Linked DNA regions of Mus musculus: all the other regions are linked to region 4. Evidence: chromatin contacts called from public Hi-C and HiChIP or PLAC-seq data. All regions are on one chromosome and are shown on one strand. Each heading gives the region's core, a stretch centred on a gene start, on an enhancer-like site or on the middle of the called end of the contact. The rest is flanking DNA. Distances are from core to core; before and after follow the strand shown. Region 1 has its middle 41 kb from the start of Gm52716. Region 2 has its middle 59 kb from the start of Gm52716. Region 3 has its middle 180 kb from the start of Gm25378. Region 4 holds the start of Epha7 (Eph receptor A7). Region 5 has its middle 60 kb from the start of Gm25378.

Region 1 (5,209 bases), core at 1,365-3,864, 320 kb before region 4:
AAATTAATTCCAACGGGCAGTTTGACGTTTATGACCAGCCCGCCTTGGCTGCATTTTCCCTATCCTGTGGGTAATTTGCTTCAGCAGTTTTCCATCTCTCTTCATTCTCTTAATATACTTAGTGAACCAATTTCACATCTGTTAGATTGTAAATATTTGGAACAATATGTAATTGTGAGAATAGCATAGGGTTTGCCTGATCATAATGAAATGTGTTTGACGATTATAGGGACAAATGCCAATAAGAATCCAAGTTCAAGGATCCAATCTGTATCGTTTTATAAATTGAAAGGTAAGTGTAGAAGCACAAAGAATGTGAAAAACAAAATTAAAAACCAACAGCAGCAGCAACAACAACAAAACCCTCACCCTTGTCACTTTCAACTTTCCACTATCATATTTTGGAAATATTTTACATATAGTCAGTTATTTTCAAATCACAACCCTCTATTTTGTTAAATTAGAATAGTTGTTTTCTTCCATGGCTTAAAAATAGAGTGCACACTCTGTAAGCCTACTTCAGATAGGCTCCACTTCGGGACTGGGAGGCCAGTAGAACATGCCCCATTCACAGTCACATCTTAAGATTCCTAGAACAATATCTCCAGGGTTTCCAATGGGTAGCATGTATTTGGGAAGCATTAACAATTTAAAAGCCTATGGCTCTTAGAATTTTTCTTAAGATCCTTTGCATTTTTCTTTTCACAGAGTTTCAATATGGGGACCTGATAAAGGAGGATTAATGTAGTTTAACAAAGTGGAAAACTAATTGAATCATTAACTCACCATTCAGATTCAAATACCTTCCCTCCACACCTCCCCCTCTGTTTACACTTCTGCTTTGCTCCTCTGTCGGACCCCTTTCTTTTCTCTTATTGCAAAAACCTCCTTAGTCTCAGCCCTCCCCCTAAAGGTCATGTGAAAATGCACGTGCGACCAGTCTGCAAAGCCTTGGCTCAGGCTGCAAGCTCAGAAGGTCTGTTCTAGACATTAGGAATCTTAAATTTCAGTGATTCCTTGGATAGCTTAGAACCCCGGGGCTTCACATATGTTAGCACAGAAATGTGCCTTGCTGTCACTACTTTTAAAACTTAGTACTCGGCAATTCTGAATTACTTTCCCTTAATGATTTTCCATTGGCTGGTTGCTTCTAACCACTAGTGGAAAACTGAACAATAACTGAAGCTGCGTATAGTGGGAACAGGTAATCACTTCATGTGTAGTTAGAACATAGGTACACTCTGGTAACACACAATGTATTTTCAAAACCTGTTTAAGTAGCATGTCACTAATGAGTCCTTCTGAGCACCTATTTTCTGCATCTCAGTCTTCCAGTTGTTACAGAGCCAGCAGCCAATGTTCTCCTTTAAGCACCAAGCCAATGACAGTAAGTAAGCACTTAAAGTGCTACACCCAATAGAATATTTATGTTAGCCCGATTCATTTTAGGTTCCCAAAATTAAAAACTATCACCATTTGCTATTGAAGGCAAACTATTTTTAGCTTCCTCGAAATACTCTATTAACTAAGAAGATAGCACGGGATCATTTACAAATAAGCAGCTTTTTAAAAATCATTGCTAGATTTTAAACAGTGTGGTGACCTCTTTATCTTCATAATTGTTATACAAATAAATGTTCTAAGAAATTCCTTGGTTGTGTTTTGAACCGCCAGAAAGAAACAGTGGGCTCAAACTCATGTTTATCATAAAGCTTGCTTGGAGGAATGCTTAGTCACATAAAGAACAAACAATTGTTTTCTTAAGTAAGACCAGGACAGATGAAAGTTTACTTGCAATCAAATGCAGTTTTAGTTGTAGAAGCCTAATACAATGCCTGACAGAAAAGGTGTCCTTAACTAGTTATTAGTGGAAACTGAACCATCCCAATGTCTCACCCAATGGGGTGGCTCCCGACCCCACTTCTAATATTCTCTTCTTTCTAACTCTCAGGCACCTTCTGGCTGGAGTCACATGCAAGGTGATGTTTCCTTGAGAAGAAAGATGACTAAGACAGGACAGCTTGCATGAAGACTCACCATTGCACTGTTACCTGACACCCACACACTCACACACAAGCCCCGAGTGCAAATTAGTTGTGTATCAATTACAAACTGTCATTGTTTATTTTTATTGCCTAATACCAGAGACCGAATTATAGCTGACTATCAACACCAAGGTTAGTTTTGTATGAGAGCTTTTACATTCGAAGCAAGGTTTGGCATTGCTGTAGACTTGTGGGTGACCAGACTCAAAAAAACAAAACAAAACAAAACAAAATAAAACAAAACAAAACAAAACAACAACAACAAAAAACGTTAGAAGGAAGTATAGGGTGTTGAGTTTTTGTGTCACTGGAGCAAGGTGCTTCATGGTCCAAAGAAAGGTGAGAGAGGCCAATTTTTTTTTCTTGACAAAGGTAGATAAAACTCAATGATAAAAATATAGATTGTCTCCATAGCATTTAGAATAATGTCGGGGGTTTTCCTCCTCTCAATTCTGTTCTTGTGTAGTATCCGGCACTAAACAAAAACAAACTTCGGCGTGGCTGGGAAACCTCAGAGGAACGTTTTTATGGCTCCCCCACACAATGCCAGCTGCTCCAAGCTCAATGCTGGCACTGAAATCCAGGACAGGCGGCCAAGACAAGAAGGGGCCTTGAGAGAGGGACAGAGGGGCTGGACGTTAGGTTCCGTGATTTTCTTTCTCCAGTCTCTAAGTTTGATCCATCTAAGGGTGTGTGTTAGGAGCATCCTTCATCCAATTTGCTCCCTGTCCCGCTTTAGACTTGGTGTCCTGAATCCAGACAAAAGAGGACTGACTGGAAGTACAGTTTGGATATACCGCCTTCCTTGCCGCGGCAGATGTCTTACCCACTGCTCTTTAAGGATTCAAAGTCCATAATATTACTAATAACTCCACAGACTTGTTTGCATTTCCCATGCTACATATAAATGTCAGAGGCAATGACTTGCAGCCCCCTTTAATCTCGTGACAGCTTTATTATCATTGGTTGGCTGAACTTCAAGAAAAGTTATGACAGTGGCGAAGTTCTGCAAACTGCAGCACATATTTCTGTAATTAGGTAAAGGCGGAGAGCTGCATTTAGAATGCACAGCTAAAATTATTTGCTAAACACTTAAGATTCGTACGTCTATCTGGCTCCTCCCAGGATAGCTTTTGAAGGATGATTTACAAAAGCACTTCTTTTACCATGCTACCACGTTTCCCCTTCAGTTGAGCTGCTGGAGCAGCAGCTGCAACTTCACAGTGGATCTTCTGATAAAAGGAACATGGCATTTGCGGTACAAGAAGGTGGAAGCAAGGAGGGGGCAGAGGCGCACGGTCCAGTTTCCTGATTTGAACTCAACACTCTCACACGACTGTATCTCTCCAGGGAAAGCTTTAGCATAGAACGATGATTGTTGTTGTTGTTGTTGTTGTTGTTGTTGTTGTTGTTGCTGTTGCTGCTGCTGCTGCTGCTGCTGTTGCTGCTGTTTATAATTCTGAACTCAAGATTTTCCAATATTGAAAAAAAAAGCCACTTGAAATAAAGTTTTGATCTAACACATGTAGAAACATTTGTCTTTTCACTCAGTTATCAATAAAGATATGCACGTAATAACTAGTAATAAAATGTGTTTAATATCTTGTTAAGAGGTATCCTTCAATAGTCATCTGAAGGATTTTTTTTTCTTCTAGGATGGCAGTATCTCAACGGACAACTCCTTCATATGTTTTAATTTGTAGCCCAAATCATGAATATCACGAAAAGATAAAAACCCGCGGCTGAAAAAACAAGCCAGATTTTGCTTAAACGCATAATTTTAGACTGCTGCTTCATCTTACGTTAGCTACCTACTGCTAGAAACTTCAGAGCTTCGTTTTGATTTGAAACTTATATTTAAATAAGAGTTAATATGAATATCATTTCATAAATCAAAGAAAATGCTTACACTTCCATGGGAAAATATCTTTATTTTACACTAGAGAACCATCAATTCTGCTTTATTTTTCCTCTCTTGTCAAGGTTCTGTGCCTCTTTTTATGGGGGAAACCGAGGAGTTCTTCTCATTCCTTTCCAGATTTTTTTCATTTTTGATCTTTCCTCCTTTCTCCCTGTCCTATCTCCTTCTCTTCCTTCTCTACCTCTTCTCTCTCTCTCTCTCTCTCTCTCTCTCTCTCTCTCTCTCTCTCTCTCTCTCTCTCTTTCTCTCTCTCTCTCTCACTCACTCTTTCCTTCTTTCTCTCATACTATATAAATACCTTGGGTTGTGATGTAAAGTAGAACTTCATACACTATAAAGAAATAACTAAATAAAATATGATAGATACATAAAATCTAGAAACAGGAGTCTTGCAAAGTGCTTGCCACAGTCCCTGACTTTAAATAGGGTGCAAATCACCAGTTTAGTTTCATCACCAAGTTCTGAATCTTAAGGAATAAACAAAAGCAATGCCTGGGAGCAGCTATTCCGGATCATAGGGAGCGGCAGATTTCCTCCTGGGGTGATAGTAAAGGGACTTCTTACAGAGCAGTGCCCTGAGCATCTCCTTGCTTTCCCCATTCTGGCTGCAAGCAGCACAAACCACAAATTCCTGTTGCCTGTCTTCTCTCTCTGCTGTCGATTGATTCCTGACCCACAAGCATCATCCCACAAGCGCGCTTTTATGTTTTAGGTTTTGAGCTGTCTGGCTGAATGCAGGAATATATAGTTTCCTTCTGAAATTATGTGTGCTCTGTATATTCTTCAAAGGTTTCATATCAGTATTATCTCTTTCCATTGTGCAACAACTGAGTGTATGATTATATTTTTAATTCTTGTGTATTACCAGCCATAAAAATATTTTGTGAGGCTTGATCTTACCCATGCTTCATTCAAAGTTGGTATGCTCTAGAAAATTTAAGTGTCCCGTTCAAGATCACCATTTACAAAATCAGTCACCCTTTCTAAACTTTCCTAATATGATGAACCTTTAATATAGTTCCTCATGTTGTTGCCTGGATCCCAAACCACAAAATTATTTTGTTGCTACTTCCTAACTGTAACTTTGCTAAAGTTCTGAACTGTAATGTCTACCTGATATGCAGGATTATCTGACATGTGACCTCTGTGGGGTTGTGACCCAGAGACTGTGAACAGCTGCAGAAAGTGAAAAGTAACTCAGAAAGAAAGAAAACCTTGTATGGTGTACTTCATCTAGAAATTA
Region 2 (5,536 bases), core at 227-2,726, 340 kb before region 4:
CACATATAATAAACATAGTAATGAATGTTGATGGGTGTAAAGATGTATAAAAGAATAGAGAGAAGTAGTAGTTGAAATTGAATAGAAGACTCAGTAGTGAGACCTAAGAACAAAAAAGTCAGTGTGTGCTTAAACTACAGAGACAAGAAAATATAGCTGTAGAGTTAAATATTTAGGAGAATGAATTCTCACTTGTGGTGGATCCTGATTTATTCCTGCAAAATAATGGAAATATTGAGAAATATTTAAATTTGTAACTTTCAAAGTTATGCTACCTTGGTCTTGTTAAGACACTGAATGACACCATAGGAAAATAAATAATTATGTAGGTTGTAACTAAATCATTGACCTGAGAGAGGGGATCTCATCCATTGGATATCAAATCAAAATGCCGAAAAAGATGGGTACAAAGAAAATGTCTTAGGCTAATGAATGAGACAACTTTGGACTTATACTTTTGTTTCAAAGAAAAATAGAAGCTTAGAAATATATCAAAACAGGGGGCTATCAACTTAAATTCTAGTCTTCAATACATATTTTCAAATGTCTTTTGTGGTTGCAGTTCATCTGTGTTACTAGAAGCAAATTATCATTTTTAGGCACTAAAATCACACAGAAAAAGGATTTTTTTTCTTCCATTTCCTTAAATTACCCCATGGACAAATTATTACTCCTCATCATCACCTTCTTTAGACAGAAGAACTTTAGTATTTATTATCTTCTTCCGGGTTGGTAGCAGAGCATAACAAGTAGCAATGACTTTACGACAGGGCACACAGTGGACAGAGCAAAAGAAAGAGGCACCTTGTCAACTCAGGTAGAGTCATTTGTGATTCAGAAGATCAATGTGCTGTCAGACGAGCTTCATGCCTTTTAGTTAGGTAGAGGTACGTTATCTTTTTACGTTCAAAATTAGTGAGCCCTGTATGAACTCAAGTATTAAAAAGCAGTGTGAGATCTATATTCATTCTGTACAGTTATCTTGGCCACGCTTGAGATCCTGTAATCAAGAGAGGAAGTAACCAGGTCCATCAATAACCACCTGGAGCTACCCAAGCAGCAGGATGCGCAACAGGGTAATGGCAGTTGCAGGACAGATCTCCCAGGATCCTTTTTGTTAAAAAATATATAAATTAAATTTTAAAATAAATGGAAAGAGAGGGAGAGAGAGAGAGAGAGAGAGAGAGAGAGAGAGATATCCTTGCTTCACCCAAGAGAGAGAGAGAGAGAGAGAGAGAGAGAGAGAGAGAGAGAGAGAGAGAGAGATATCCTTGCTTCACCCGTGCAGTCTTCCCAAGTTTGTCTCTTAAAGGCTTATTGAAACATTGTTTTCTTCCAAATACTCCTGGTAGTATTTCTTCCTGCCCTTTCTCAAGCAAGTTTATCTTTGTAAAGGGAACACTGCCTTGGATTCAGTGTGGCAATTGTGGAACAGTGATTCATTGTTTTCTTCGACCTTATGTACTTTGGACAAATTGTGCAGTCTCAGCCTGAAGCACCTCCTCACTTCCTCAAGCCTTTTTGAAATGCTGCTGCTGCTTGAGTAAACGAGAGCAGATCACAGCCTCTTTCTGTTTCTAAAGTCCAGAAAATAATAGGCTTCTCTCCAGTTCTCACGCACTACTGACTGCTCTGAAGAGTGGTTGATAGAGTGCATACATGGGGAAGCAAGTAGCAATGGAGGGGAAAGGAGAAGAAACCAAGAAGCCAACAAAATTGTTATATTCCAAGTAGACTATGGGTCAAAAATTAGATTTTCAATCACCTCATGGCTGAGCCGTCTGCCTGAGAGTAGTCGCAATCTAGGACAGCTGGGCCAGACACCTATGGGTGAGCTTTCAAGGAGACCGCATGGCCAATTGAGTAGCATCTGGAACTGCTTTGCCTGCACTTAACCACTTATTTTATCTCTCCTACACAGTATCCTTTCTAATAAATCAAATAAGTCTCTTAATTAGGGAGTTCTGTTGTTTTGGCAACCTGTACAGGGCAATATAGTCCTCCATTGTTTGAAAGAGAATAAGTGTTTGGGAGCTCCTAGTCCTCCAGCAGAAAGATAGCATTAAGCAAGAATAATTGAGGAAGCAGTGCCTGGACAAAGGCTTAGGAGTGAGCTCTGCATAGTATTTCTGAAGGCACTGGGAATGAGAAAGGCTTTGTTCAGTACTGTGCATGCCATTGTGGCTCATCATATACCACCACTATATGCTGTTGTACTATGCCATAATACCATTGTTGGTTCATACTGCTCCATTGCTTATCTCTCCCTATGGCTTTCCTCTCATTCTTTTTCAAAAAGTCAATAACAGCAAGCTTTGCTAGCTCCTTTCTGACACACAGAAGATGACTAAATGGCAAAGCAGTATGTATTAACTTGTAGTTAATTAAAGACTTGGAATTTCAGAAAATATTTACATTTTATAAAGAATATTGAAAGTATACAGTGAAGAAGCCATATATATATATATATATATACACATATATATGACAGCCATATATAATATGAATGTTTTATTAGGAATATGACTTTTCCAATATCCCTCAGATTGGATTATTGAACACATACTGATCAAAACTGGCAGAGCTAGAAATGGAATCTACTCTGTATCAGGTCTTTTTTTGTTTGTTTGTTTTTTGTTTTTTGTTTTTTGTTTTGTTGTTGTTGTTGTTCTGTTTTGTTTTTCAAGACAGGGTTTCTCTGTGTAGCCCCGCCTGTCCTGGAACTCACTCTGTAGACCAGGCTGTCCTTGAACTCAGAAATCCGCCTGCCTCTGCCTCCCAAGTGCTGGGCTGTATCATGTCTTAAACAGCATCAGTGGGAATATGTATATAGTAAGACTGCACTCATACAGAATCTGGAACCTAGAACAAGAGTCACTCAGTAAAAACTATTTAGAGACTAACATTTTTCTGTTGGCATGTCCTGTTTCGCTAAAATATTAGGTTTTATATGTGCATGCCCATAATGTTAGGCTTAAGTTATTGTTTGGCAACATATAGATACCCTCTGTCCTTTCTAACATTAAGTAATAAAGAAAGAATTGAGGACTTTGATCCATATAACAACAGGCAAATCAAATAGACCTCAAGAAGTAATCTGTTGACAGAGCTATATAAAGGAAGAAGACTTGCCTTAAGACACAGGCTTACTTCCTTCAGTCTAAAGATGGACTGTCCACCCCTCTGTGCCTCTTTATAAATTGCTCTTAAATAGGTGGCTTCAATTATATTTATATTCTATATCCAATAAATTATCTCTAATTGAGCATAGAATTTTTCAATGAATATGCCTCAAAATAACAAAATAGTGTTCTCCACATTAAACTCTGTCACAGCAACAATGTCCATATTTCTTCCCAGAAGAAAAATTTGTATGAGCATACTTTTAATCCCAGCACTTGGGAGGCAGAGGCAGGCGAATTTCTGAGTTCGAGGCCAGCCTGGTCTACAGAGTGACTTCCAGGACAACCAGGGCTACACAGAGAAACCCTGTCTCAAAAAAGACAAACAAATAAACAAACAAACAAACAAAAGAACAAAAAAAAAAACCCTAGTTTAATGCTAAAGATATAGCTCAATGGTTAAGAGCATTGACTGCTCTTCCAGAGGTCCTGAGTTCAATTCCCAGTAACTGCATGATAGCTCATAACCACCTGTCATGGGATCCAATGATGTTTTCTTGTATGTTTGAAGATACATACAGTGTACTCAGAAATAAATAAATCTTAAAGAAGAATACTAGCATTGTTTTGTTTTGTTTTCAGACAATATCAGCTGATAATCAAATTTCTTTCCAAAAAATTCTCATAATAAAGATACTAAACTTTAAAAAGGTCGAAAGAAATGTTTGAAATAGAAAAAAGTTACTAACAGAAAGGGAGTTGTATTTGTGAAATGACAGCTATACTCTATAAATTAAAATACGAGTAAAAGAGTACATAATGGGAGTCACTTGTTTAATGACGTATATAATAAAAAAGACAAGTTTACAGAACAGGAGCAGTACAGGGGAATACCGCGGCATGGTTGGCTGCCAGTCCTCAAGACTCAATTTTGCAAAGATTCTATGTTGAAAACGTAAGAAGATGTGTGAGATTAAAGGAGCATATTTAAGGTTCATTTTTATAACACTAGTTTTAGAAGAAGAGCCAAGAGAAAGAGCAAGCAAAATGTTCGGAAAGCTGACAATATTATCTAAAACACTCTGCAGTTAAAAAGACGTCAAAATCTGAAGGGCTCACATATCTTTATGCAAAATAATGACTAACATTGAAATCTATGAAGGAGAATTTAAACCACCAACCAAAAATGATATATTAATTGCTTACAGAGAAATAAAAATTAATGTTTCATTATAGTAAATTAATAATCTTATTAATAGTATGGTTCTCAAATATAACCTAAAAGAAATAAACTTTTGCTCATGGTAAACACAATCTTGCATCATATCTCCCTTTGAATTAATTCTCACACAATATATTTTGGTCATGCTTTTCCTATCCCCCTTCTTCTCACACCCCTTCTTCAGCAGCCACACAACTTTACTGATCTTGTACCTTAATTAAACGCCATATAGAAGGAGATTTGTCATCACGTATGAAGATTATTGCAGATGTTTTTGATACAAAGTAATTTAGGTAGCACATACCTACATTACCAATAATGGACATGCTAAAATAGGAGTATGAGTTCCAATCCAACTAAGACCACAGAGTAATACCCTGTCTAAAAGCACAAACACACATGCTCACAAGCAACTTATATTTGGGGGGACTCAGGAGACTTTAAAATTAATAAAGTACTTGCCATGCAACCATGGAGTTCTGAGTTTGGATACCCAGTACCCATGTAAATTCCAGGCATGTGCTGCAAATGTATACATCCAGAGCTTGGGACAGGGGACAGGGGCAAAGGAGAAATCTTAGGACATCCTAACCAGCAGGATTAGTCAACTGGGTCAAGTCTGGGTTCACTGAGAGACCCTACATCACCAAATAGAGAGTAGAAGTAATAAAGAAGGGCAGTTAATATTACCTCCAGCCTCCAAACACACAAACATACTCTTCCACACAATCATGCATACACACTTATATTTCTTTCAAATAAAAAGCAACTCTAAGAGAATAACAGGACCAGACAAACTAAACCATAAGAGTGAATGGAAAGAAAAGGACGAGAGACATTATAAACAACAATGTGATTCTAAGATACAATAAAATTTTATTTTTTTCCTTTTTTTAATTAGATATTTTCTTCATTTACATTTCAAATGCTATCCCCAAAGTCCCCTATACCCCACCCCTGTCCTGCTCACCAACCCACTCACTCCCAATTCCTGGCCCTAGTATTCCCCTGTACTGGGGCATATGATCTTCACAAGACCAAGGGCCTCTTCTCTCATTGATGGCTGACTAGGCCATCCTCTGCTACAAATGCAACTAGAGAGACAGTTCTGAGGGGTATTGGTTAGTTCATATTGTTGTTCCTCCTATAGGGTTGCAGACCCCTCTAGCTCCTTGGGTACTTTCTCTAGCTC
Region 3 (4,986 bases), core at 1,111-3,610, 270 kb after region 4:
GAAGTTTGGGGGGGTCTCTTTGGTTGATATTGTTGTTCTCCCTATGGGATTGCAAACCCCTTCAGCTTCTTCAGTCCTTTCTGTAACTCCTCCATTGGGGACCCTGTGCTCAGTCCAATGGTTGACTGCAAGCATCAACCTCTGTATTTGTCAGGCTCTGGCAGAGTTGTCAGGAGACAGTTGTATCAGGCTCCTATCATCAAGCCTTCTTGGAATCCACAATAGTATCTGGGTTTGTTGTCTGTACATAGAATGATTCCCCAGGTGGGGCAGGCTCTGGGTGGTCTTTCCTTCAGTCTCTGTTCCACACTTTGTCTCTGTATTTTCCTTCCTTGAGTATTTTGTTCCCTCTTCTAAGATGGACAGAAACATCCACATTTTGGTCTTCCTTCTTCTTGAGCTTCATGTAGTCTATTAATTGTATCTTGGGTATTCTGAACTTTTCAAGACTCCATTGTTGGTTGAAGTTTGGAGTGTTTTTATTTGTATTTCTCCTTTGGTAGTGTGCAGAGTACCTTTGAAACACTAGTCAGTAGGCACAGAATCTCTGTATAGGCACAAGCTCAATTGCTCCATGTTCAATTGGTTTTATAGGTATTCTCTTTAGCAATAGGATATTTTCATCCATTTTTGGAGAGCAACCTATATCCTTGGAATTAGCCTGGGTTGTTTTGTGGTTCTTATGGGAGCTATAGGGCAATCACTTAGTTATATATAACCCATTTCCAGTAACAGAAGCTTCATATAGTGATAAGGGAGAAGTTTGAAAAGTTTGAATATAGAACTGCAATCCTCTTGGCTCTCATGAGCATGACATAGCTCAGTTTACAGAATAGTTCATGTAATGGCTATGTGGATAGGTACTACCTAACTTAGGGGTTTAAGACTGAGGATCTAACTAGTTGGGTCTAGTATGTAGAATACAACAAGTTAAAATAATGAAAACGATGTATTACTAATCAGATTTATAAATGCAACATTCCTTATGATATAGAATGCTTCTCCTTATTTTTATGAAAATTACCTTTAACCTGAATTGAAAATGTCATTCTCCCAAATGCATCTTTCTATTTTTATCACATTTTAAAACTACTCTGAACGACTCTTAATACCACTTTCTGTCTTAAACGTTTCTAAGAAAAATAATGCCAAGCCATATATTCTAAGTTTCATGCTCAGTATTTTATATATGATATTATGTTGAGAAAATTAAAAAAAAAATAAAACAGATGAAGAAACAAAACCCCAATGTAGTCTGAAAAGTAGTGATGAGGATCATGGAAGAGAAGGAAACCATGATTTGACACTGAGATCTCTTAGCTGTGCTTATAGACTGACATGTCAAAGACTTAACTTGGTCTAACAGGCACAATGGACCAGATCAAGGCCACAACAGACTCAGTGGCTTGAAAACAGGAAAGCAGAGTTGATTTTTTTTTTTTTTTGTGATTTATAATTTATTAACCCTATGCTGAAAAAGTAGGCACAGTGAGTGGTAATGAGAATTTAAGTTAGGCAGAGTTAAGAAAATCAGTGTGAGCCCTTAAGTATAGGGAGACAAGTCTGGGTGTGCTGTGTTTGGTGAGGTACAGTGAGTAATTATGGAGGGATCTGAGGGAGATGGGTATAACGAACATGAGGAAAATGCACTGGAGAAGTTACAGAATGCTGTTAGGGAAGTCAGCCATTAAGAGAGTTCATTAAGTTAGTTATCAACCCATCCATGGATAGCCTGCTTTGCAGTGGGAACTTTAAAGAGGTAACTGGAGGAGAAAGTTGGAACAACCTCAACTCATCATCCTTCATGAAAGAGTGGGGAAAAAAGACTACAGGAACCAAAAGCACAGTTTTTTCAGCTCCAGTGTGGGGGAATGCCAGGGTCAGAAAGTGGGAGTGGGTGGGTTAGTGAGAAGGAGGAGGGGGAGGGGATGGGGGAGGGTGGTTTTAGGAGAGAGAGCCAGGAAAGGGGATAGCATTTGAAATGTAAATAAAGAAAATATACAATAAAAAAAGATGAGGGGATTTCATCTTCAATGTAAACATTTTTATAAGTGATGGCTATCTAAATTGTAAGAAAAAAATGTATGTTAGTAACTTGCTGATGTGATAGGTGATTGGAAATTAAAAGAAGACAAACAATGACTGGTTCTATCCCTTAACTCTATGGTCCTGTGGGAATTTAGGGATTGTGTTGGCAGGAAAGAGCAAAAGCAAACATTGAAAAGGAAAGAGGGTGAAAGTGCAACAAATGATCTGGAATGGAAATTTTTTCTTCAACTGGAAATCTTAAGTATGAGAAAATGAGCTTATCTGCTCTCTTGGTTAAACAGCAGCCAACCAGCAACTGTGTTTCTTCAAACTGTTTATCTGTGGATGACTTAGTCCAATTGCTTCAAGTACAGCATTCCTGAGGTCAAAGTCATGGGTCTGATGCTTTTAAAGAATAATTAACTTTGCTCTAACCTGTGGTCACAGCTCATATCCCAGTTCCTGACAGTTATCATTGTTCATAAAGAGAGACGAGATAAAAGAGTAAGACTAGACTGTGAGGATGAAACACACACACACACACACACACACACACACACACACACACGAGAGAGAGAGAGAGAGAGAGAGAGAGATCCAGAAGGTCATGTTTATTTATTTTAAAAACAAATTTTGATGCCCACTTTCACCATGATTTTTTTTTTAAATAAACACACTAACTTGTTTAAACCATGGTGTAAAATTGAATGTTTCTAAATTAGCAAACTAGAAGAATTAACTAAAGAAGACATTAGAGAACTATAAAAATTATATTGACAGCCATACTGTGTAGCATGATTAGCACAATTTTTTAACGATTATTATATTAGATTAACCACTTATGGTATAGCAGGTTTTCATGCATCTATCTATCTATCTATCTATCTATCTATCTATCTATCTATCATCTATCTATCTACCTATCTATCTAGTTGTTGACATTTAAAGCTTGACTTGGTGCAATTTTTTAACTTTTGTTATATTTTATGTGTTTTGGTTTTGTTTAATTCCACAGAGCTACTAGTGTTGTATGAAGTGCCTGGCAAATAATGAATAATTCCTAAATCCACTGGAATACTTAAAATATTATTTTTCCAATTGAAAGTGAAAAATTATGAACTTGAAAATATTTTGTTGCCATTTAGAAATATTATGAGTGTAGAAGTTCTTTCATTGAATTCTTCCTGCTTTCTCATAAGAATTCTCTGTGTCACTGCTTAATTTTTATTTAGAATATTTTGGTTTTATCTTCACATCTATAGTGCTACTTAATTTTAAAAATGAGTAATTTTAGTTTCGCTATCACTGTGTTAGCATGACACTTTTTCCCATACATGATATTTTAGTCAGTATGCTTGTGTATCAAGTAAATATGTATTATATATGCATTTTATTTCAAAATATATAATATGTTATATTATTAAATTATAACTTTTATCTACCTATCTTTTCTAACATGTGAGAGGAATTCTTAAACCTTGTTTATAAATTCATTATTTTAACAATGCCAGTGATCCTTCTGGCCTGTGCCTTCTCTCTGGGCAGATCATCAGTTTGTCTGCTCCTCTGAAGACTACAGTCTGAAGACATCCCAGGACATCTACTACATTCAGATCAATAGGAAAGGGACCTTCCCAAACAAAGCATTTGGGAACCCTGAGAAGCCTAGCAGATGGAGGACCTATCACCTCCGCTCAAAGGATCATCAGCTTATCTGCCCCTCTAAAGACCCCACAGTGAAAAGGTCTTCCAGGAGATCTGCTGCACCCAGGACATGTAAGAGACCCTCCTAAATAACTGCAGAAGCTGAGATGCCCTCCCCCAGGAGCCCAGAAGACTAGGGACACATCCTTTCTGCTTAAACTCTACCTTCCTTCCAGCCTGCACCTTTCTCCAGGGCAGATCATCACCTTGCATGCCTCTCTGAAGACTCCACAGTGTGAAGGCATCCCAGGAGATCTGCTGCACCCAAGACAACTAAACCCACTGCCTGACGGCCTCCAAGGAGATTTGCTGGACCAAGGGTAACAGACCCAAGAGTCTGAACATCTCCCTGGAGATCATCAACTGCAGCCAGGGAAACAAATCATCAGGGTATATGGCCCTCTGAAGACCCCATAGATTGAAGACTTCCAAGGAGATCTGCTACAGCCAGAACCACAGGTCTCCTAAGGGACCTGCTTCAACTCAGGGACAAAGGACAGAGGCTCCAGAGACCCCCCACCCCCGGCCAGTTAAAACCAGAGATAACCAGATGGAGAGAGGCAAGCACAATACCATAATCAACAGAAGCCAATATACTTTGGCATCATCATAATCCAGTTCTCCCAAAACACAAAGCCCTGGATACCCTAACACACCTGAAAACCAGGATGCTGGCATAAAATCCTATCTCATGAAGCTAATAGAGTTTTTAAGGAGGATATAAATAGCTCACTGAAATAAATACAGGAAAACTCGGGTATACAAGTAGAAGCCCTTCAAGAGGAAACAAATAAACACCTTAAAGAAATGTTGCAAATCACAATCAAACAGATGAAGGAATTGAACAAAGGGGTCCACGATCTAAAAATGGAAGTAGAAACAATAAAGAAAACAGCTGGAGGTCATTTTGGAAATAGAAAACCTAGGAAAGAGGTCAGGAGCTACAGATGTAATCATCAACAAAAAACTCCAAGAGTTACAAGAGAGAATCTCAAGTGTAGAAGATACCTTAGAAGATACTGACAAAAGGATCAAAGAAAATACAAAACATAAAAAAATCCTAACCCCCCAATCCAGGAAATCCTGGACACAATGAAAAGACTGAACCAAAGAATAATATGAATAGAAGAGAGTAAAGATTCTCAGCTCAAAGAACCAGAAAGCATCTTCAAAAAAGCCATAGACGAAAACTTCCCCAACCTAAAGGAAGAGGAGCCCATAAAGGTACAAGAAGCCTATAGAACACCAAATAGA
Region 4 (5,755 bases), core at 3,074-5,573:
GTAATAGTACTGAAAAAGAGAAGTTTTATTTTCAATGTTACAAAAAAAATTAAGCACATCTCTAAACATTTTAGGATAAATCTATTTTTTATATAAAATTGCTACTTGATGACTTAAGACTTATATAAATGCATCAAGCAGTGAAGAGCCACAAAATACAAGCATAGGAAACTTTCTAGAGGGGGAAACATATTAAATTATACATGCACTTGTTTATACCTTCAATTAAAGTATAAAAAATATATTCCCAGTGAAACTAACATAAAAATGAGTTTAGAAAGCTAAGCTCAGGTACAATGGTTGTGCAGTAATAACATACAAGATCTTTGGAAGTCAGGGAGTTCACTACATTTAAAGACACGAACCTACTAAGATATCATCCCCACACTACTATTCAGCCTGGCTCCACTTTTCAATATTCTACCAGCGATACTTCCTATCGTCTCTTGACAACTGGGGTTTAATATTTAAAGGGGAAAACCCTCATAGCACCTTGCCTTCTATCAATATGAATATAGAAATGTTAAATCTATGTTAAACAATGCTACCATGAGGAACAAGTCTCTGTTATCTACAAGCTGTGCTTTTAAACAAGACAACCATCAGCTTTCAAATATATATATATTTGAAATTATATATATATATATATGTATATATATATATATATAATTTTAAATTGGACATTTTTCAACATACTAGCTATTCTCTAGATGGGTTAAGCTCCCAGCTGACTTTTACAAGGAGTTGTATTCCATCTTTAGACTACCAAAAACATAATTAATATTTATGAAAATTGTGATTAAAGTATTATTTGTATTAATGGAATAATTCATTAGAATGTTACCTGTTATAACACATTATGCTTTCAGTTGGTCATGATGTTACTCTAAGATAATTATTCTTATAAAATACTTACTGACCGAATTGATTTTAGAGCTACATAGCTTTGGTGTTTTAAAACAATATTCCTGACTGTCAGCATTTTCACAAATAATCTATTGGTCCAGAAATCATCGTGAATATTCTTTACATATGCTTAATGTCACCTCCAGGAAATTGTTCAAATTTTGACTTGAAAATATGTACTCAGATAAACTTCTTAATATTGAAACATATTCAGACTCCAATTTTAAAAGGTTTATGCTTTGAAAGGTAAAGAAGACGGGTGTTGAGAGACAAAAGAAGAGTAGATGATGCGCTCAGTTCCTTCTCCAGGAGTCAAAGTTATCCCCAGTAAATGGAAACAGATAGATACAAAAACAGGAGTCTGGTTTTAGTGTAGTGCATTTAAGATTGTCGGGGGGGTGGGGGAGAGGGATCGACTCCCTTTCAATTAAAAATACAAGTCACTTATAAATTTTCAATTTGTGTTCTAACTTGGAACACCAGTAAGTCGTTGGATTAGTGTATTCAGAAGAGCAATTGAGAAAGGATAGTTTCACAATACCTTGAGAAGGGATGAAGCCCAAGGAAACAAATTCAAGTCACAGAACTCTCTTTTGGAATTTATTGTGGGGGATGGGGAGCTTTTATATTGACAACAACCAGTGGATTTTAAACCTACATGACCTTTTGGGGTTAGTCTTAAGAATGAAATGAACCCTGAGATTATCCTCTCCTGCTATGCCTTTCCCCTCGGCTACCTGCTGGCCGGCAACTTAGCAAAGAAACCGGCAAATCAAGAGGAAGTAGAAGGTGGCCACCGAGCTGGCGAGGCTTTCGGAAGCTCTGGAGTGCTGAATGCAATCGCCCCGTGACCGTCTTCCCTCTGGACTGCCGTACCGAGTCAGCCTCACTGCGCGCCCCGGAGAAGGCACAGGGCAGCTGGCCGCTACCGGGAGTCCAGAGCCGCGGCTCTGCGGTGAGCCTGGAGGCTCCAGCGCTGCCCGAGCATCAGGGCGGGGCGGGGCGGGGCGGGGCAGCCAGACGGCTGCGCCCGCCAACCTAGCGTCCATTACACTTCCAGACCTGGGACTCCAGGGAGCGGGTGGCGCCCAGCCTGGGCAGGAGTCGCGAGGAACAGACGGGCTTTCGGGAAGCGCCTCCTCTGAGGGCGCGGCGGCGGTTGTACTGTCGGGATGGAGAGCAGCGGCCGCAATTAGCCTCAGCGTTCCCGGGCCACTCCTGCCGCGCTAGGGAACCGGGAAAGGGGACCCGGGAGGTTGGTCGCCACCCCAGCTGCCCTAGAGGCCGCGCACCTGCTCGCGGCGCTGCTGGCCAAGCTCCTTGGGTGCCGTGATGCCCCGGGCCACCTCCGGGTAGCAGCGCTCAGGGAACGCCACCGCCTGATTGCGCGCCGGAGCGCCCCGAGCGTCGCCACCGAGAAGTCGGGCGCGTTCCCTACCACCTGCCTCTTAAACATCTTGTCTGCATCTAAAGAACTCAGGCTCCGAGAATCAGAACCCTCTCCACGTAGCACCGGAGGAGGAGAGCAAGAGAGGCCTGCTGGCTGCAGGCACCTCTCCCCCTAGTGATGCAGTTATTTATAGCTCAAACTCCTGCTGGAGTCTGCCAGAGCTCGCGCGCGCCGCTTCGCCGTGCGGGGCAAACTTTTCCTTAGATCCCGCTATTCCGGAGGAATCGGGACAAGGTGGCAGGGTGTCGGTTTCTGGTCACCAAAGTCAAGAGGCTTGAAATGTATGTTTGATGTGTGTGTGTGTGTGTGTGTGTGTGTGTGTGTGTGTGTGTGTATGTGTGTGTGTAGCAGATGCTGGTCCACCTGCAGACATAACCATCAGCTCAGAGGCACGTTTTTCTCTCAATGGATTCAGCGTCAACACAGACTGCAGATGTGCAAAGTGGGGCCAGAAGGTCAGGCTGTTCCAAAGTAGGGTACTGTACCGGGTTGGGGATGTTGAGTTAACGAAGAAGGGTGGACGAAGAGAATAAAGAAAAGCCGCGTGAAATCTTAAGTTTTAGGAATAAAAGAATCGAGGACCAGTATGCCCCCTCCCTTTAGTACTGCTATGACCTAAATCTAACAGATCTCTCGCCCTCCACACCCCCGAACAGGCTTCTAAAGTATCCAAGAAATCAACCTTAGAAACGCAAGCTTGTCAGATGAGGTACCGGTATTGTGACACTGCTTAGCAGCAAGACACTTCCTTTGACAGGATTTATTTTTCCCCAGCTCCAACTACAGGCACCAAAAGGTATTTTACCTTTTGCCAATGGTTCAAAGGAGACGCAGGGAAAAATACCCACGTACAGGCGTATCCTGTGGTCAAAAGAAGCCTCCCCTCGCGTACCAGAACTCGTCCCCAGAGGCCAGGACTGGCTACTTGGACTCCCGGAGTACCGGACCTGGGCCAAGTGACGGGAGACTTCTCACTCGGTGGCCTCTCCGTGCAAACTGCCGGCTGCGGCCAGTCCTCCCGGCGGCGGGTCGAGCCCGAGCCCCGCGCGCTGCCTCCCCTCGCGGCCGCATTGTTTCGAGCGGCAGCCGAGCGCCCACCGCAGGCCCGCGCCGCTGCCGCCGCCGCCGCCGCCGCCGCCGCAGTGAGCGAGTCGGCGGGAGCCCGAGCGCTCGCAGCCACGGAAGTCTCGGCTCCTCCGGGGAGGCTGGGGGCGACGCGGAGCTCCACTCCCCAGGTTTCGAACCAACTCTCACTGTGGCGTCCACGGCAGGCCGACCGCAAGAGAAGGAGCAAACGCGGCGGTTGGAGCTGAAGACCCGAGATGCCGGATGCAAAGGAGCTCGCTCGCCCTTCAGCCTCGCCACCATGGCCCCCCGAGCTGCCCGGCTGCAGAGCGCGCGCCAGTCCCCGGCCACCCCTTGGAGCTCCGGGGCCCCGACTAGTCCCGGCCGGTCGCCTCTGGTCGATTGGAACTGAGGGCGGGGAGGGGGCGGGGGGTCGAGGGAGGGTCGCCCGGCGCCGGAGGCGCGGCGGCCAGCGCCGCGGACCCGTCGGCTCGTGCAGGTAGACAGCGAAATAAATAAGTCAGAACAAACTTTGCTTTCCTCTGGCCTTACCTTCCTTCGCAGCCTGCGCCTCCCCCGTGTGTGCAAAGCCAAGCAGCCAGATGTAACACAAAATAATCCACGAAGGGAACCGAGTTTGAACAACCATGGTGCATGAGCAGGTTTGATTTTTTTAGGCTGCAGTTGGGTCGCAGCTCTTTAGATGCTGTTTGCTCCGAAGTGGGTTATTATTGTTGTTATTATTGCGCTCCTCGCATCGATCCCCTTCTGGGTCCCAGGCCGTCTGCTCCACGCTTAGCTGTTTGATTTCTCTCTCCCCCCTCCGGTTCGTTCGCACCGTGTTTGCTGCCTGCAAGTCTCCGACTGCAGACCGGCCGCTTGCTCCACACTCCAATAATATCAATTAGGGGGGAGGAGGCGGGGCTACGAACCCAGAGCCTCCGCCACTCCGACTGAGTGGCAGCCGCAGCCCGCCTGCTAGGCGGCGATTCCCACGGCCGGGGGGCGGGTCCCTACGAAGTGGCCGCCTCTACCTTGGAGGCGGGGTCCTGAGCAGGAGCCAATCAACGCCGAGCGGAGTCGGGTTGCGAGTCCAGGATTCCCTCCCAGATCGGTTGCCGGGAAAGCGGGGACGAGCCGCGTTAGGCCAGCGGCGTGCAGTCGGGAGCACTTGGCTTTTAGCTACTGCAGCTTCACTGAGCTGAATAAACCCGAGAATAACTCTCCCGTCTTACACTCCTGTATATAGCAGTGCTGCTCAACGTCTTCTAGACGGCATAGGCGAAACAAGCCTTCCCTCAACTACCAATCACCGACCCCGACCCGGACAGTGAAACTGAGCTATGCTTTTAGAACGCCTTTTACTTTTTTGTTAGCAGCCTCAGCAGGTCGGATAACTTTGGTTTTCTGCCTTTTTTCTTTCTTTCTTTTCTTTTCCTCTCTTTTGTTTTCAAAAGTTTGAACTTCTGTTCTGTAACTCGAGAGGCATGTTTAACTACTACTCCCCTATCTCTGGAAAAATAAAATTAATCAAAAGTGCCCCCCGCCCCCCAAAAGAAAACCTTTCAATGTTTGCCTGAGTTCACAACAACCTATGACAAAAGAAACAGGGAAAGTGGGGCTGGAGAAAGGAAGTCTTTTGTTTTATGCTCGCCTCTTCTCTCCTTCTATCTTCAGTTTCTTCTCAGGCAAAATAGGACCTTAGAAAACGTTTCTTGTCGTTTTTACTTACATGCTTCTCATTTTCTGGGGTCTTTCATAGGTTGCTCTACTTGAATTGTTTCCCATTTCGCTGTGTAAATAACATTCAGTTCTAAAGAAAGCCGCCAGGTACTAAATTCACATAGCCATTCCTTCTACTTGGGCAAACATTTACTATTTTCTGTAGTTAGTCCATAATTATTCTGTAATTATCTTTCTAAAAAAAGCTAAGACTAAAAATGTAACCAACATTTCCACTTGAATTCACCCAATCCTAGCTACAAGAAAAAAGTGTGTGGAGAAATCTGTTTTCCATTAGGCAGTTTTGCACACTTTGCAAGCAAGAGGTGGTTGACATTGTAAAATGAAAATCTTAAAAATGTAATGGCCAAATCATCTATGTCAAGGGTCACACTGAGTAGATAAGTACGTCATATTTTAAGATGGATTTTCCTTTTATTGTTCTATATTTTTAAAGAAAAGGAAAGAAAAATAAACACTCATTGATGATCAGCCTTTATTTCTGATGGACAAAAAGTTCAACCTCGGACTTCCTGGTTGACCTCTGGAAATGTGTGCTGGTTTCTCTCTGATATGTACAGGAGGGATAGTGTAGATAAAAAGAGATTACAG
Region 5 (5,569 bases), core at 2,356-4,855, 390 kb after region 4:
CATTACTCCCCCACCCCCACATGAACATTTTCTTATATCTATTACTATTTCAAAGGCTCCAACAGGCCCTTCTTCAGGCCCCAATATTATACTTCCCTGATCTAACACATTCTTTCTCACTCTATGTAACAGAAAAAGAGGGATATGCCCTCAGGGTCCTAGGTCACCAAATTGAATCCTCCTTTGTGCCTGTAGCATATTTGTCAAAGAAATTAGACCTTACCATCCAGGGGATGGGTATCCTGTACATGTTCTTTAGTAACTGCTGAGGTCCTTATTCAAGAACCCCCTAAAACTAACCTTTCAGTTACCTGCCACTTCTGACAACCTGTCCCAGCTCTTAAAGTACAAAGACTTTCAAAATCTACCTCTCTGCAGGATTCTTTATCTCCTGGTAGCATTAGTAGAAGACTCTCCACTTACTTTCCAATCATGCCACCAATCAAATAATCAAATTCTGTCCTAGCCACACCAGCTCTTTCATCCTAATATCCAAGTCTTATCTCTCTTTGTTAAAACCCACCTACATTCTACCCTTGAGGACTTTGGTTTCTCAAGATCTATCATTAAATATGTCAGATGTCAGACCCCAACTCCAAATCTTATAGCCCCTATTTTCCTCCCCACCAGGCTAGCGGCTCCTTCTCTGAAACTGATTGGCAAATTGACTTTATCCACATGTCCACAGTCAAATGTGCCAGGTACCTGGTCTTGGTTGATACGTACTTTGAGTGGTTGTAGGCATTCCTTATCACCAACAAAAGAGATCAAACAGTCTCTGATCTCCTCCTCCATAAGATCATCCCTAGAATTGGAATCCCTGCCTCCTTCCAGTCAGACAATGGCCTTAACTTTACCTCCTGAGTTTCTCAAACCCTGTCTAAAGCCTTCAACATTCTTTGATATTTCACATTCCATACCATCCCCAGTCCTCAGGAAAGATAAAACAGACTAATTCCTCCTTAAACAACACCCTTGTCAAACTATCACCAGAACTTCACCTAGACTGGATAAGCTTCTGCCACTGGCTTTTTCCAGGTGCCAGACTCTCCCTAGCTGTTCTCCTTACATCTCACACTTTGAGCTCCTATATGCATGACTAGTTCTGACTCCCAGTCTTTCACTCAAACCCTACATTCCCCTGATCACCTACTCACTCACCTACTCTGTCATCTCTGATCCCCACTGTGGATATTTACTGACCATTGTCTACCACGGCCACATACTAACTTCTGTCCACTTCCTATGAACTTTAAAGATTAGGTCCTTCTCTCCCCTCTGGAACATCATCCTTCACCCTTTCTTTCCTAAATGGCAGGGCACCTCCAAGGTAATTCTTGTGACATATACAGTTGCTAAACTTCAGGAACTTCAGGTTGTCTCACCTTAAGCTTTTAATCCCTCTACCTCAAAATAACTTCTCTTCTTACACATTAACCCAACCAGAACGTTGCTCCCTTAACTTCAGAGAACACTAAGACCAATAACCAGTTCCTGAAGAAGGAAACTTCACTCTGGCAGCTATGCTCAAACCCTCCTCTGTTGGGTATAGCTTTCTTCTTCTTCTTCTTCTTCTTCTTCTTCTTCTTCTTCTTCTTCTTCTTCTTCTTCTTCTTCTTCTTCTTCTTCTTCTTCTTCTTCTTCTTCTTCTTCTTTTCTCTCTCTCTCTCCCTCTCTCTCACTCTCTCTATCCCCTCTCTCCCTCTCTCTCTCTCTCCCTCATTTGTTTCTATCCAGAGTAAACTTTATATATGGAGAATCTAAGTTCAAGACATCCTCAATTATAACAAACAGTCTCTAAAAATAGGTTTGAAAATTGCTCTATAGCTGTATGCCAAGACCCAATCAAAATTTCCATCAACCCCATATACACTGTTCATTCTGAATTGAGTGAACTTATATTTGCTTCCTCTTTGACCAGACAGAAAGTTACTGTCTGGTCAAAGAGGCTAGACAGATATAGAAGCTGTCCATACTGGTCTTGCCAATTACACACACCAATAGCACATAAAAATTACCTCTACTAACTACTCTCTTCTTCCATATCTGAAGCCAAAGTAATTGCAGGTGGGAAACAGGCATTGTTGGTAAATTCTACAGCCACTACAAAACTGGGCTCTTGATAAGCATGATTTATATCCAGAGAAAATATGTCCCAATTACCCAGCCCCTGGAGTTAGGAGAAGTACAAGAGGTAATTAAGCTTTTATCCAAAGTCATTGCCTCTTTGATACCCCATCTCCTAAATACAAACTTGTCATTTCACATCCTGCTTCAGATTCTAACTTTGGCCCATAGGCTCCTTAATGTCAACCAACCTGGCTGTTTCAGAGATTGCTGGCTATGTATACCTCCTGGGACCACCTCACAACTGCCACTTACAGCTTCTCCAGTGACCCTGTCAGATTGCTAAATTTCACCTTTCACTAGCTTCCATGACACTGGTGTTGCCAAGAGTCCCCAACTTTCCTCTATCACCCTCTTTGGCATGGCAAACTATTTTAAGGCATCTGCAATTTGTTCCATTGGTGGCTAAGTTCCTTTGACTGGATGAGAACCATAACTCCCATTACCTCGTCTCTGTCCCAATGCTCAATAGTACATAACACCTTGATTATTTGTGCTACTCAGGTCTATCATTTCCTTCCTGCCAGTTGGTCAGAATTGTGTGTGCTGGTGTTTTTCTTCTCCAAATTAGGAATGGTGCATGGAGAAGATCCCCTACCAGTCCTCATTGGTCATAGACTCAATAGCTGCCCAGTATAGCAAAAGCATAGTTCAATTCTTGCCCCTCATGGCTATTGCAGAAGTAACCATGGGTTTTGCCACGGGAACAGAAGGACTAAACACTTCCTTAACCTTGTATCATCAAATTTCTTTCCAGTGTACCCAAGATCTTTAGCAGGTAACCCAAACCATGCTTAATTCCCAAGGATGGGTTGACTCCCTGGCAGAGGTGGTACTTTAAAACCTGTGGGGACTACACTTTCTTACAGTTGAAAAAAAGTGGCCTTTGCCTTTTGCTCAAAGTGGTATGTTGCTTTTACACCAACAAGTCAGGTATAGTGAAAAAAGAAATCCAACAACTCTAGACACACCTCCAGAACAACTCAATACCTGTAGTCCCTCAGCCTTTGAAAATCCCACATGGAAGTAGACACTGCCCTTCCTGACCCCTCTTCTTATTATTCTGCTTTAGTATTCTGACTCTGGTTTATCAATTTCTTCTCCACATTTCACCAAGAAGAGATCCAAAATATTTTCAACCAGATGATTAATCAATTACCTTTGCAGAACTACCAACTGCTGGCCAAGGAGAGGTGTGAAGCCTATCAGAAGTGGCATGATGGTGATGGTGATGGTAATGATCAGCTGTACCCTGGATAGCAGGTTACAGTATTTGCTGCTGCCCTCAGACAGCAGAAAATACTTTAAGCGAGCCAATGTCCTTATCCCCACTTCACCATCAGTCCCCTTCTAGTTTCTCTTCTTTATAATAAACAAAAGGGAGGAATGTTGGCAATCAGGCACTTCCATTGCCAGCCTGAGGGACTTGGTGATTACTCATCATCCCTAGCTGCTGAGGGATGACTCATTGTTCCCATGACTTCCTGTTGTATGTCATTCTCCTGAGCATGCACCATATCCCTACTCAAGGCCCTGTTCCTCCTCTCCTCCCCCACTTTTTTTCTTTCCTCCAGCCAGATACAGCCTCTGTATCCCCTTTCTTTTCCCTGAATAAACCTCCCTCCTGTCATATGGTGTGACTATGGATCCTGCCACTTATAATCAACAAGTACTACTATGCAACTGTTGTTACCCTACACATGTAAGCACCATTTATTGCACTTTTACAGATATCTTCCCATAGTGGTCAATATTGTCTTTCATAGGCGTTGGTGTTAGGTGGAACTATTAAATGTCCCCTCCTCTTGCCAACATACATAACAATTGCCTGAACTGTGGAAGCTAGACTACAAGAAGGAAACTTTCAGGTTAGATCCAGTTCAAAGAATCTGAGTCCTGGCTCCTAAGTATGCAATGTCTCAGAAATCAGTGCTTCAGTCTCTGAGGGACACCCAAGAGAAAGAATATTAGTCTATGTGTTTTAGGGAGTTGCATAGACAACCCTGACCAAACAAGGTGGTGTCTCATTCTTGGAACAAGGGCTTTTTCTGGTCTATGCAACACTGGTAGCCCTGGTGGCTGAAATTTTATATATATACTCACTCATATATATAATTTTTAATATTATGTATATAATTTTAGGTGAATAAAAATGTTGTGATTCTTTTAGGGCTTATTCAAAATTTTTGCATTTCTTTGTCCCCCCTCCTCCTTTCTTCCATACTGATCTCCCTTCCCACTCACCGTTTAGAACTGCTCTACCAATTTTTCCATTTATTGTTTCATATTCATTGTGCTATTTATCTGTTTTCTCTCCCCCCTGCCCTGACCATGATTCTGTTAGACTTTTCAGGCCTATACAATTACTTTGTATTGTGTATTTACATCTGAAGAGATCGAACTCAGATGAAAGGGCTGTTTATAATTCTTATCACCATTCTATAAGGTAGGCAATATTAACCTCTCATCTCCATTACATGGAAGAGAAACTGCAGGTGTAGGAGGTTATACAACCTTTTTGAACTCAAAGCTCTTAGATGGTATTATCTGTATTTAGGTCATTTTTCTTCTGACCCTGGAGCCAAGTCTTCATGAAGATCTATTCAAACCCTTAAGGAATTGTTAAAACAAATTCTAAGATTCTCTAAATAAATCTAAAATGGATTAGAAAGTAAAGAGACATTAAACTTAGTTAATTAAATTTCATAGGGCACGTTCTTCATAAAAAGCTTAGTGTTACATTCCACCGTCTTGTCAAGTCATCTCCCCTGCAAGACCAAATCTCTTACTGCATCCTCAGCTTGGGAGTCTTCGCAGTGAATTCAAGGTGCTTCATTCAAATGAGATCTAATGCTGTGTGGTGTCATTCTGCATGAAAGCTCACTGCTTTTGTAACCATACTCACCGCTCATTATGGTAATCTTAATGGCAGAATCATCTCAGCACTATAATTTTCTAACTTACTTGCAGTTCATTTAGAAATATAGTCTTACTGAAAGATAGAGAGATATCGCACAGAACTCTTTGGTTATAGATTCTACATTTGAAAATTATATTGAATACAGAACAATGACTCAGCAAAGTATAACAGTAGCCTTTGAATCAACAAAGCAACTCACTAAATAAAATGTTTAAAGATGTAAATTATAAATTTACATTATTTGTAGTAAAAAATTCTACTGGCTTACTTGGAATTTAAAATTATTTTAGAATAAATGAATCACTACTATGTTGGCTGCAAATATGTATGCATGTAACTTCTCTAATCAATATTACCTGTAAGTTCTATCCAGGTATTTTAGTAGTTACTAAAGACAATTATAAAGGCACAATATGCTTTTACCCTACAGAGTTTAGAATTCAGAAGAAGAAATTAGAATAATCATGAGAACAAATGTAAAATTTGAATGTGTTTTATGACAGCTTAAGAGGTCATATAACG

Evidence for each region. A called contact is a pair of places that touch in the nucleus more often than the background predicts. HiChIP or PLAC-seq counts read pairs in DNA pulled down with a chosen protein or histone mark.
Region 1: a contact with region 4 is called in a Hi-C map of uterus. The contact joins the enhancer-like site here to the promoter of Epha7 in region 4. A contact is called at or near these places in 3 of 39 promoter capture datasets (embryonic stem cells, hematopoietic stem and progenitor cells and neutrophils), 8 of 484 Hi-C or Micro-C datasets (cerebellar granule neurons, granulocyte-monocyte progenitors and uterus), 5 of 115 datasets of contacts at active chromatin or transcription factors (embryonic forebrain and embryonic stem cells) and 1 of 9 other capture datasets (liver).
Region 2: a contact with region 4 is called in a Hi-C map of the N1E-115 cell line, with 3 times the contacts expected there. The contact joins the enhancer-like site here to the promoter of Epha7 in region 4. A contact is called at or near these places in 2 of 39 promoter capture datasets (hematopoietic stem and progenitor cells and stem cell-derived epiblast-like cells), 1 of 484 Hi-C or Micro-C datasets (the N1E-115 cell line) and 2 of 115 datasets of contacts at active chromatin or transcription factors (embryonic midbrain and embryonic stem cells).
Region 3: a FOXA1 HiChIP or PLAC-seq map of pancreatic cancer cells shows a contact between it and region 4. The contact joins the enhancer-like site here to the promoter of Epha7 in region 4. A contact is called at or near these places in 2 of 39 promoter capture datasets (both in liver), 2 of 484 Hi-C or Micro-C datasets (liver and pancreatic cancer cells) and 1 of 115 datasets of contacts at active chromatin or transcription factors (pancreatic cancer cells).
Region 5: a Hi-C map of bone marrow-derived macrophages shows a contact between it and region 4, with 3 times the contacts expected there. The contact joins the enhancer-like site here to the promoter of Epha7 in region 4. A contact is called at or near these places in 1 of 39 promoter capture datasets (liver), 2 of 484 Hi-C or Micro-C datasets (ECoMG myeloid progenitors and bone marrow-derived macrophages) and 2 of 115 datasets of contacts at active chromatin or transcription factors (bone marrow-derived macrophages and embryonic stem cells).

The regions. Positions count from the first base shown.
Region 1 is chr4:29,131,541-29,136,749 of GRCm38.p6, reverse strand. No RefSeq gene overlaps it. Among named protein-coding and RNA genes, the nearest start is that of Gm52716, 41 kb to the right of the region's middle. Within about 2 kb of position 2,614, at least 16 of the 459 cell types and tissues checked have an H3K27ac peak or open chromatin away from gene starts, as enhancers often do. A contact at or near this core is called in uterus, where this site is marked.
Region 2 is chr4:29,148,616-29,154,151 of GRCm38.p6, reverse strand. No RefSeq gene overlaps it. Among named protein-coding and RNA genes, the nearest start is that of Gm52716, 59 kb to the right of the region's middle. Within about 2 kb of position 1,476, at least 21 of the 459 cell types and tissues checked have an H3K27ac peak or open chromatin away from gene starts, as enhancers often do. A contact at or near this core is called in the N1E-115 cell line, where this site is marked.
Region 3 is chr4:28,539,790-28,544,775 of GRCm38.p6, reverse strand. No RefSeq gene overlaps it. Among named protein-coding and RNA genes, the nearest start is that of Gm25378, 180 kb to the right of the region's middle. Within about 2 kb of position 2,360, at least 16 of the 459 cell types and tissues checked have an H3K27ac peak or open chromatin away from gene starts, as enhancers often do. A contact at or near this core is called in pancreatic cancer cells, where this site is marked.
Region 4 is chr4:28,811,699-28,817,453 of GRCm38.p6, reverse strand. It overlaps Epha7 (Eph receptor A7), which reads right to left and starts at 4,323. Exons shown (of 17, transcript NM_010141.4): 1 at 3,974-4,323; 2 at 1-9. The coding sequence starts at 4,070.
Region 5 is chr4:28,422,552-28,428,120 of GRCm38.p6, reverse strand. No RefSeq gene overlaps it. Among named protein-coding and RNA genes, the nearest start is that of Gm25378, 60 kb to the right of the region's middle. Within about 2 kb of position 3,605, at least 53 of the 459 cell types and tissues checked have an H3K27ac peak or open chromatin away from gene starts, as enhancers often do. A contact at or near this core is called in bone marrow-derived macrophages, where this site is marked.